2 separate regions of the Zea mays genome follow, and region 1 is linked to region 2. Evidence: chromatin contacts called from public Hi-C data. All regions are on one chromosome and are shown on one strand. Each heading gives the region's core, a stretch centred on a gene start, on an enhancer-like site or on the middle of the called end of the contact. The rest is flanking DNA. Distances are from core to core; before and after follow the strand shown.

What was found. A called contact is a pair of places that touch in the nucleus more often than the background predicts.
Region 1: a Hi-C map of tassel shows a contact between it and region 2, with 2.8 times the contacts expected there. The contact joins the enhancer-like site here to the promoter of LOC103640907 in region 2. A contact is called at or near these places in 9 of 25 Hi-C or Micro-C datasets (ear, endosperm, leaf and 2 more).

Annotation. Positions count from the first base shown.
Region 1 is chr10:18,377,398-18,381,334 of Zm-B73-REFERENCE-NAM-5.0, reverse strand. It overlaps LOC100191488, which reads left to right. Exons shown (of 12, transcript NM_001136920.2): 10 at 484-619; 11 at 1,386-1,499; 12 at 1,576-1,920. The coding sequence ends at 1,641. Among protein-coding and RNA genes, the nearest start is that of LOC100191488, 14 kb to the left of the region's middle. Within about 2 kb of position 2,169, at least 10 of the 20 cell types and tissues checked have an H3K27ac peak or open chromatin away from gene starts, as enhancers often do. A contact at or near this core is called in ear and tassel, where this site is marked.
Region 2 is chr10:18,169,956-18,173,711 of Zm-B73-REFERENCE-NAM-5.0, reverse strand. It overlaps LOC103640907 (alanine--tRNA ligase), which reads left to right and starts at 1,442. Exons shown (of 22, transcript XM_008664354.2): 1 at 1,442-2,092. The coding sequence starts at 1,571.

The DNA of each region.
Region 1 (3,937 bases), core at 920-3,419, 210 kb before region 2:
GTTATTTGAGTTGCTGACTGATTACAGCACTGTTAAGAAAATCATTAGGCCACATTATTGATTTTAAATAAAAAATACAATCTTAGAACTGTCAGGGTTATGAAGGTTTGCTAGGGATACATTATGTGCTTCTTAATGCTTCCATATTTACTCTATTTTCATAGGCTAATTCAAATGTGTTGTCCCTGTATACAAAAAGACATAACTAAATTGATCTGTGGTATATATTCCTGATGAGATTATTTCTCTGATTTTTCTGTCAGAGAAATGCCACAGTCCAAAAACATGTAAGGGCAGTTGGATGACCTGCTTTTGTTTTGGTGCTTCACCTGATTATTATTTTAGTGATTGACTAGTCGACCTGATTGTTCTTTTCTTTTCCTTTGCTAAAGAATAGTTACATTTGCTTTTGTCCTTAGGTTTAGTCTACTGGATTTATCCTGACCCCCTTTTGCAATTTGCTTCCCTGATGAACATAAACAGATATTCTCCCCTTCATAATGTACGGAGACCTTGGGAGCAAAGCTCTGGTAATAACTGCCAGTATCCAGCAACCATGTTGTTGACAGCTGATCATGACGATCGTGTTGTGCCATTGCATTCACTGAAGTTATTAGCAGTAAGTTCATCTTTGTATCATGTGTTGAGTTCTCATTTGAAATGAAAAATGCAGTCCTCAACCAAGAATCAAACTTCAGTTGCCAATTACCATTCTATTCATAGCTGTAGATTCAGCAAACAGTTCTATAAATGTTAGTGGTGCAGCAAGAAACTGAGCTTTTCTTATCGTGGAAAATCTTTAATCAACCTTCCTGATATTGTGAGGAGTCAGGAATGCTTCTATACTTGGTACTAGTATAAATTATTTGCTCATTAGGTGGTGTGTGTGCATGACGTATTGACGTGCACTCAGGCACCCACACCTATCTCAGCGACATTATATCAATCTTCAAGATAAGCTGATTGCCTCAATTTAGATGATATGTGTCTATATAACGAAAGCTAGAGATACTATTTGTTTGAAGTTAGATTAATTGGTGAAAGCTAATCTCTAATGAAACTTTATTATCAACATAGGCAGCCCACGGCAACAAGTCTGAGTTGCACATTAGGCTGCAGCAGGCTTGGCCGCAATGCCAACAGATGGGTTTTCCATCAGTTTGGGTTTCTGATGTTCTTCCTATTTGGGAACCCATTTAGATTTTGACCATGCTTGCTGTTGTTTTTCTTTTTGTGGTTTTATCTGCAATGGCTTACTGTTCAATGAAAGTTTAACCTTACATTCTCTTTTGTTGTTTACTACACAATAGCTGTTTCATATTCTTCAATCCGTTCAAACCTATTTGCGTTTTCTGCTCTTACGATGTTTCCTTTGCTATTGATAGACTTTGCAGCATGTCCTGTGTACCAGCACTGAGGACAGTCCGCAGACGAATCCAATAATTGGTCGCATTGATCGGAAGTCAGGGCATGGAGCTGGCAGGCCAACTCAAAAAATGGTTTGTGCAACTGCTGCTAATACTCCTTCGGTTTACACTCAATAGTTTATTTGATATACTGCCTTATAAATTTCAGATTGACGAAGCTGCAGACAGATATAGCTTTATGGCAAAAATGTTAGGGGCTTCGTGGACTGAATAGTGAATTTTGTCCAGCTTAGTGTGGAGATGGTGAGCAAGATTACTCTATGCAGTCAAAGTAAAGTGGCTGTAAAAGTTATATTGCTTATGTTTTGCTCTTGCTTGGATGATCATCCACCAAATAGTATAGTGTTTATGCTTCGGTTTGAGATAAGGGTTCAGGGAGCATTGTCATGCTTGGCGTTGGTGCACCATTTCTTTCATATATATCTTTTGATTGTTAAATTTTATACGTTACTACTTCATTGATTCTAAATTATAAGATGTTTTGGTTTTTTCAGATATATTGTTTTTGTTATGCTATATTGCTATGTATACTATATGTCTAAAAGAAAGGTGAATTGAGATTTTTTCTTTCTTTCATAAATTGAAAACTAATATCAAGCTGAATTTCAGCGTGTTTCTATCTATCGAACAACTAAAAGGTTTTGTTGTTATGGATGGTTGGGGTACTACAGTACCCACAGTGCTACAGTGCGTCGGGCATGGTTTCGTGCTGCAGTATCTCGTGCTACATTACCCGCGTCTACTGTTCATGGGTTAGGGTTGTACGTGACGGGAGGGAGACGTCTTGTCGGCGGAGGTGAGGAGGCTGTATAGGGCGCAAGGCGTCATGGCTAATCTAGAGAGAAGTTGTGGCTAAGGGGTTAGGAGGCGGTTGCACAACTTTGTCTACGGTTGGCAAGAGAGATTGGATTTCCTTCTAATATCTTTTTACCTTCAATTGATACGATCTCTCCTTATATAGAGAGTTAGGATGTGTTTGGTTTGAGGTTAAAGTGGGATAAGGTCCGGGGCAACACCGTTCCCTCGATTTTTTGGGATCACGCCATCACAAAAAACTATTTCGGGGTTTACCTCGCCTCTACGTGACTCTCAACTAAACACTATTGAAATTGTGGTCGCCCCCTTCCATTCCTCTATGTATATTCAACTAAACACAACCTTATTTGACCCCCAAAGCACTAGATTTAGTCTTATCTCTAATTTTAATCTTATCACAAACTAGTCTATCTTTATCTAAACAACCTAAGAGACGTGCTACAGTGTCGCTGTTACTGTAGCTGCCCTCTTGGGCACTGACACTACACTCTTCTTGGACAAGCATGTCATCCTTGAGTTGCAACCTAACGATGATGCTAACAATGACTCATCTAGACATAAACCTAACACATAAAAATAAGACTTTTACATCTTGACTTATTTTTATTATTTTAAATCTGAATGTGACTATGACTTTATTTTTGACCCCTTAAGATAAGGCGGACACCCTCTGCGCATTGGACTTACACGTGCGCAGCCACCCATGGACGTCATCTGGACGAAAGGGGAGCACATAGATGGCCATCTGGAGTAGATCGCAACAATGACCAACGGAGGCGCTCACGTGGCGACCGATAGCGGAATGTGGTGGCGCTAAGCGGTGTGTCCTTGCCAATGATGTGGGGAGCACCTTCCCTACCGCCGCTGCCGTAGAGTTGAAGTTCGTCGCCCGCGGGACACGAACCATGCTCGCACTTGGAGACAGCAGATCGATGTGGTTGCTGATGGTTGTCCGATAGGGCGAGGTTGCGCCCGTGTGTGCCGAGGTCAACCACCACCAAGATTGTCTTGAGCATCTGCTGGGCAGCCGCTGCAGCCGCCAACGCACTAGGAGGCCACGCGTTGTAGCCTGCAACCGCATAACCACCAACGTCTAGTGCTGTGCGGCCAACGCCGGCTGCCGCTCACGTTGCTCTGCTGCCTTGATCTGCAGCAACCACTGCTCAACCACCAGAAGCGTGGTTTGCATCTTTGCGAGATTAGCCTTTATGTTGGCCCACAAGTCCACCATCGATGAAGATGGTGATGACTGCATCGACGACAATGCCATGGGCGCAGTGACTGCCCATGTGGATGTCGACAGTGTTGGGGACAACGACATGACGAAATTGGCTGCAGAAGCCATGCGATGTAGATCGAAACCCAAGCGCTGCGATGCCAGATTGTTATGGATGGCTAGGGCACTATAGTATCCGCGGTGCTATAGTACCGTCGGTATTGTTCCGTGCTATAGTACCCCGTGCTACAGTACCCGCAGTACTATTCATGGGTTAGGGTTGCACGCGAGGGAAGGGAGAAGGGGGTGGCAGCTGCATTGTCGCCCTTGGAGGCGAGCAGGTTGTGCACGACGCAGGGCGTCGTGGCTGATCTAGAGAGAGAACTTGTGACTAGGGTTAAGAGACATTGGGGAGGCTGGTCGTAGGGCTTTGCCCACGACCGGTAAGAGAGAAGGGATTTCCTTGTAATCTCTTGCT
Region 2 (3,756 bases), core at 193-2,692:
TAATATAACAGTGAAAATTGACAGGAGAACAAAGGATCAAGTTTGAACAAGTTAGACATTAAAAATACTATTTTCTTTAATAAGCACATAAGGTAAGGCTAAAAATGATGCCCATAAATTGATTCTATCCACATATTTGAGAAGCCTGTCTTGCCTGCATACCTTGTAGGTTCTATATGTCAACATATAGAATGCTCTGTTTCAATGGTTTAACTTGCATGGCTTTATAAGACTTGTAAATGACATGTTCCAATAGTTGTGTTTTATGCATCTTTCCTCTTAATTTAAAGTATTCAACATTTGGTTCAGGATTGCTGTGATTTTAATAGTGGAATTTGTTGTACGTAATGACAGGCTCTTTGTATTGTGGAGGAGGCTAATATGATGTATGAAGCGCCTACTACCTGGACATATGCTGCTTCTGCCACAATGATGTATTTGCATTCTACCAAATCAAATTGTAACCTACTTAATCTATAGTGTTAACTCTTTTATATGTATTAGCTTTTTTGTGCTGCTTTCAAACTAATTTCTATGCTACAACAAAAGGTTACCACATCCATCATTTATTCATCATTTAGAAATGAGGGGCATTACAAGGTCGGGTCCCTGTTGCCCGCTGTGGAGTCGATTCCCGCGTGCTGCTTCTACTACCCCGGGTATGCTACGATGTTGCCGCCCTCTGGCTGATGTAGCGTGAACAAGGTGACTGTGATTGTTGTTTTGATGCCCGTAACAAGCTAATTCTGATTTTGGCTCTATCATTGTACTGACCGCTCACCTGATAAACTGAGAGTTATGAGTATGGTTTCAGGTCAGGTTATGTACCTATGTTCCACTCTTTCATCATATCATATTTTCTTTAGATAGAAAGGTTTACGTGCAATGGAATCCATATTTCCATATTGCAAAGTACTTAGTTTATTTTGGGTGCTATTGGTAGTTTTTATTTGTTTTTCTTTTTCTTTCCTTCTTTGGCTATTTTTTGTGTTATTTTTCTGCTATATTAATAAATGTGTACTCGCTTGTGCCATTTGTTTGAGAAATTACAATGGAACTACAAGTATATATCTCTGCCAATTTTGTCTCCTTTGCTTTTCATCTATGCATACAAGGTTCGCTAGATGTATGGGAGAAGATTAAATCACAAGGAATACTAAAATAGTGACAATTGATGGTTTTCATTACATAGGACATGTGAAATACTATTATAAGAACATCTGCGTATAAATAATTATCTTTTAGATTTTTTGTCTTGTTAGCATGACCTCTCTCAAACATTGTCTCTGCAGAGGACTACAATGTTGATTATAAATTATGTGTTGTTTTTCTTACTGTAATCATTGTAGGCTAACATTTTAACGAATAATTTATATTCCGTTGCAACGCACGGGCACTCACCTAGTGAATTTTAAATGCTTCAACATCAAATCACACGCTCGTGTCGGGCCACGACCGACCGGCCCGTTTGGACATTGGACATGTGAAGTTCTGGGCGTTGCCTGAAAGGGGCTGAAGTTTGTAATTGAAAAGATTTCTCGTCGTTGTCAGACGAAGCCTAGATGGGTGGATGCTGACCGTGCCGACCCTCCCACGCGCGTGCCGCCTGCTTCGTCTCTTCACTCGTCTCGAAGCTAGGGTTTTGCCCGCCGCCACCATCCTAGTTTCCTTCTCGTCATCGTTCTCATCTTCCCCAGCCGCCGCCCCGCCTCAGATGGATCCGTCGCCGGCGTGGCCGTCCCGGCGGATCCGCCAGGAGTTCTTAACCTTCTTCGAGTCCAAGGCACATACGAGGTGGCCGTCGAGTCCCGTGGTCCCCGTCGACGACCCCACGCTGCTGTTCGCCAACGCTGGAATGAACCAGTTCAAGCCGGTCTTCCTCGGCACAGCGGCGCCGGACTCGCCGCTCGGCCGCCTGCACCGTGCCTGTAACACCCAAAAGTGCATCCGCGCCGGCGGGAAGCACAACGACCTCGACGACGTGGGGAATGACACCTACCACCATACCTTCTTCGAGATGCTTGGGAACTGGTCTTTCGGGGACTATTTCAAGGAGGAGGCCATCAGATGGGCCTGGGAGCTTCTCACCCAGGTACTCCTTTGCCGCCCAATTCTAATTGATGGTTGATTGCTTCGAGGCTAGTGTGTTGGATTTCCATGAGATTGTTCGAGGCTGCAGATTTAGGAGGGAGCTGCTTATGGTAATGGAAGTTGAGTCCATTGCACGAAACATGGGTTTTGGTCGTATTCCAGGGTTTTTGATTTGTGTGATCTGGTATTCCAGTGGTCAGAGGCACTTTTCTGGACTCCTATATAATTATATGAATATAAGAAATATGACAAGATGGACTTTTTTGTTATCCATTTAACGATTTGGAAGTTTCTGTGATAAATGAATTGGTTGTTTAGAGTTGAAATTCCCACAAATTCGTAAGAACTATTTCTTTGCTGGTTCTGAGATTAGCTACCTATGTTTTTAAATTCGAAAGGAAATATGCTCTTTTTCTGCCTGCATGTAATGGTTTCAGTGATGGTGTTTCTGAGCTGATTGTGATGATCAAATTGCACTTTGAAAGTTTGAATGGTTACATCCATGGTTATTAAAGCGATACACAGTTGAAGCGCTCATGAGTACCTTTTGGCTTCAAAACGTTTATGCGAGCTTTAAAATGTCTTACTAGAAATATGAAGCGTGCTAGCGCGCACTTCCTATTAACCAATTCACCAATTTGAAGATTGGTAAACAAAGGTAATAGGAGCCGAAGTCAATCCCTTCTCCTCCCCGAGGGGACGTTATCGGTCGCTTCGTTCCCTTGTTTACTGAACTCTAAACAACATGGACAAAATATCAATATAACATAAGTTCACATAATAATATCAAGGGAAATACCAACTACAGATGCATTGGCATCACTATTGCTTGCCATTTCACTCTGCAAGTGCAAAGAATAGAGTAAATCAGACAATCTGGGTTCTGGCAGACTAACAGTGGACGAGCTGGGAACAGGGGAGGTGGATGAGAGCACTGCAGGGGAGGCGGGCAGGCGGGCAGGCGGAATAGCAGATGAGAGCAGCCGAGCAGGGGGAGGCGGGCACTGGCAGGCAGAGGAGGCACACAGGGGGAGGCGGGGGAGCCAAGCATGGAGGCGGGGGAGCCAAGCATGGAGGCGGTTGAGAGCAGCACTGCAGGGGAGGCACCGAGGCGGACGAGCTCGTCGAGTTGCGAGCAGGCGGGAGGTGGCAGATGAGGGCTTATTGGCAGTGATGGATGCCCTTCGCTGTGTCGCAGGAGCGGACGAAGGGCAGGGGAGGCGCCGATGGCACTGCGGTGAATGACAGACGCAGGGGTGCTGAGGCATCAGGCGGATGACGCCTCATCGGCTCGTTTTAGGGTGCATGATGATTCTCTCGTGGGCTGGGCTGGAGCTGGACCTCCCTAAAGCGCTAAAGCGTGGCTTTTCACGGCTCATAGCGTTTAAACGCCTAAAACTAGCGCTTTAGTGTCTAAAACGAGCGCTTTACGCTTTTTCGTGAAATGTTGGAGCGCTTCGCTTCATGCACTTAGCTGCGTTTTGGTGCTTAAGCGACTTTTTAATAACCATGATTACAGCCTATTATAAATGGTTAATTACAATTTACAAGAGTACTATGGTCTCCTTGAAATAGTATAAGCCTTTGGTAGCAAATAAACTGGAATTTAGTTGATGGCGGATTTGTATATGTACTCCCTCGGTTCCAATTTTATAGGCCATTTTG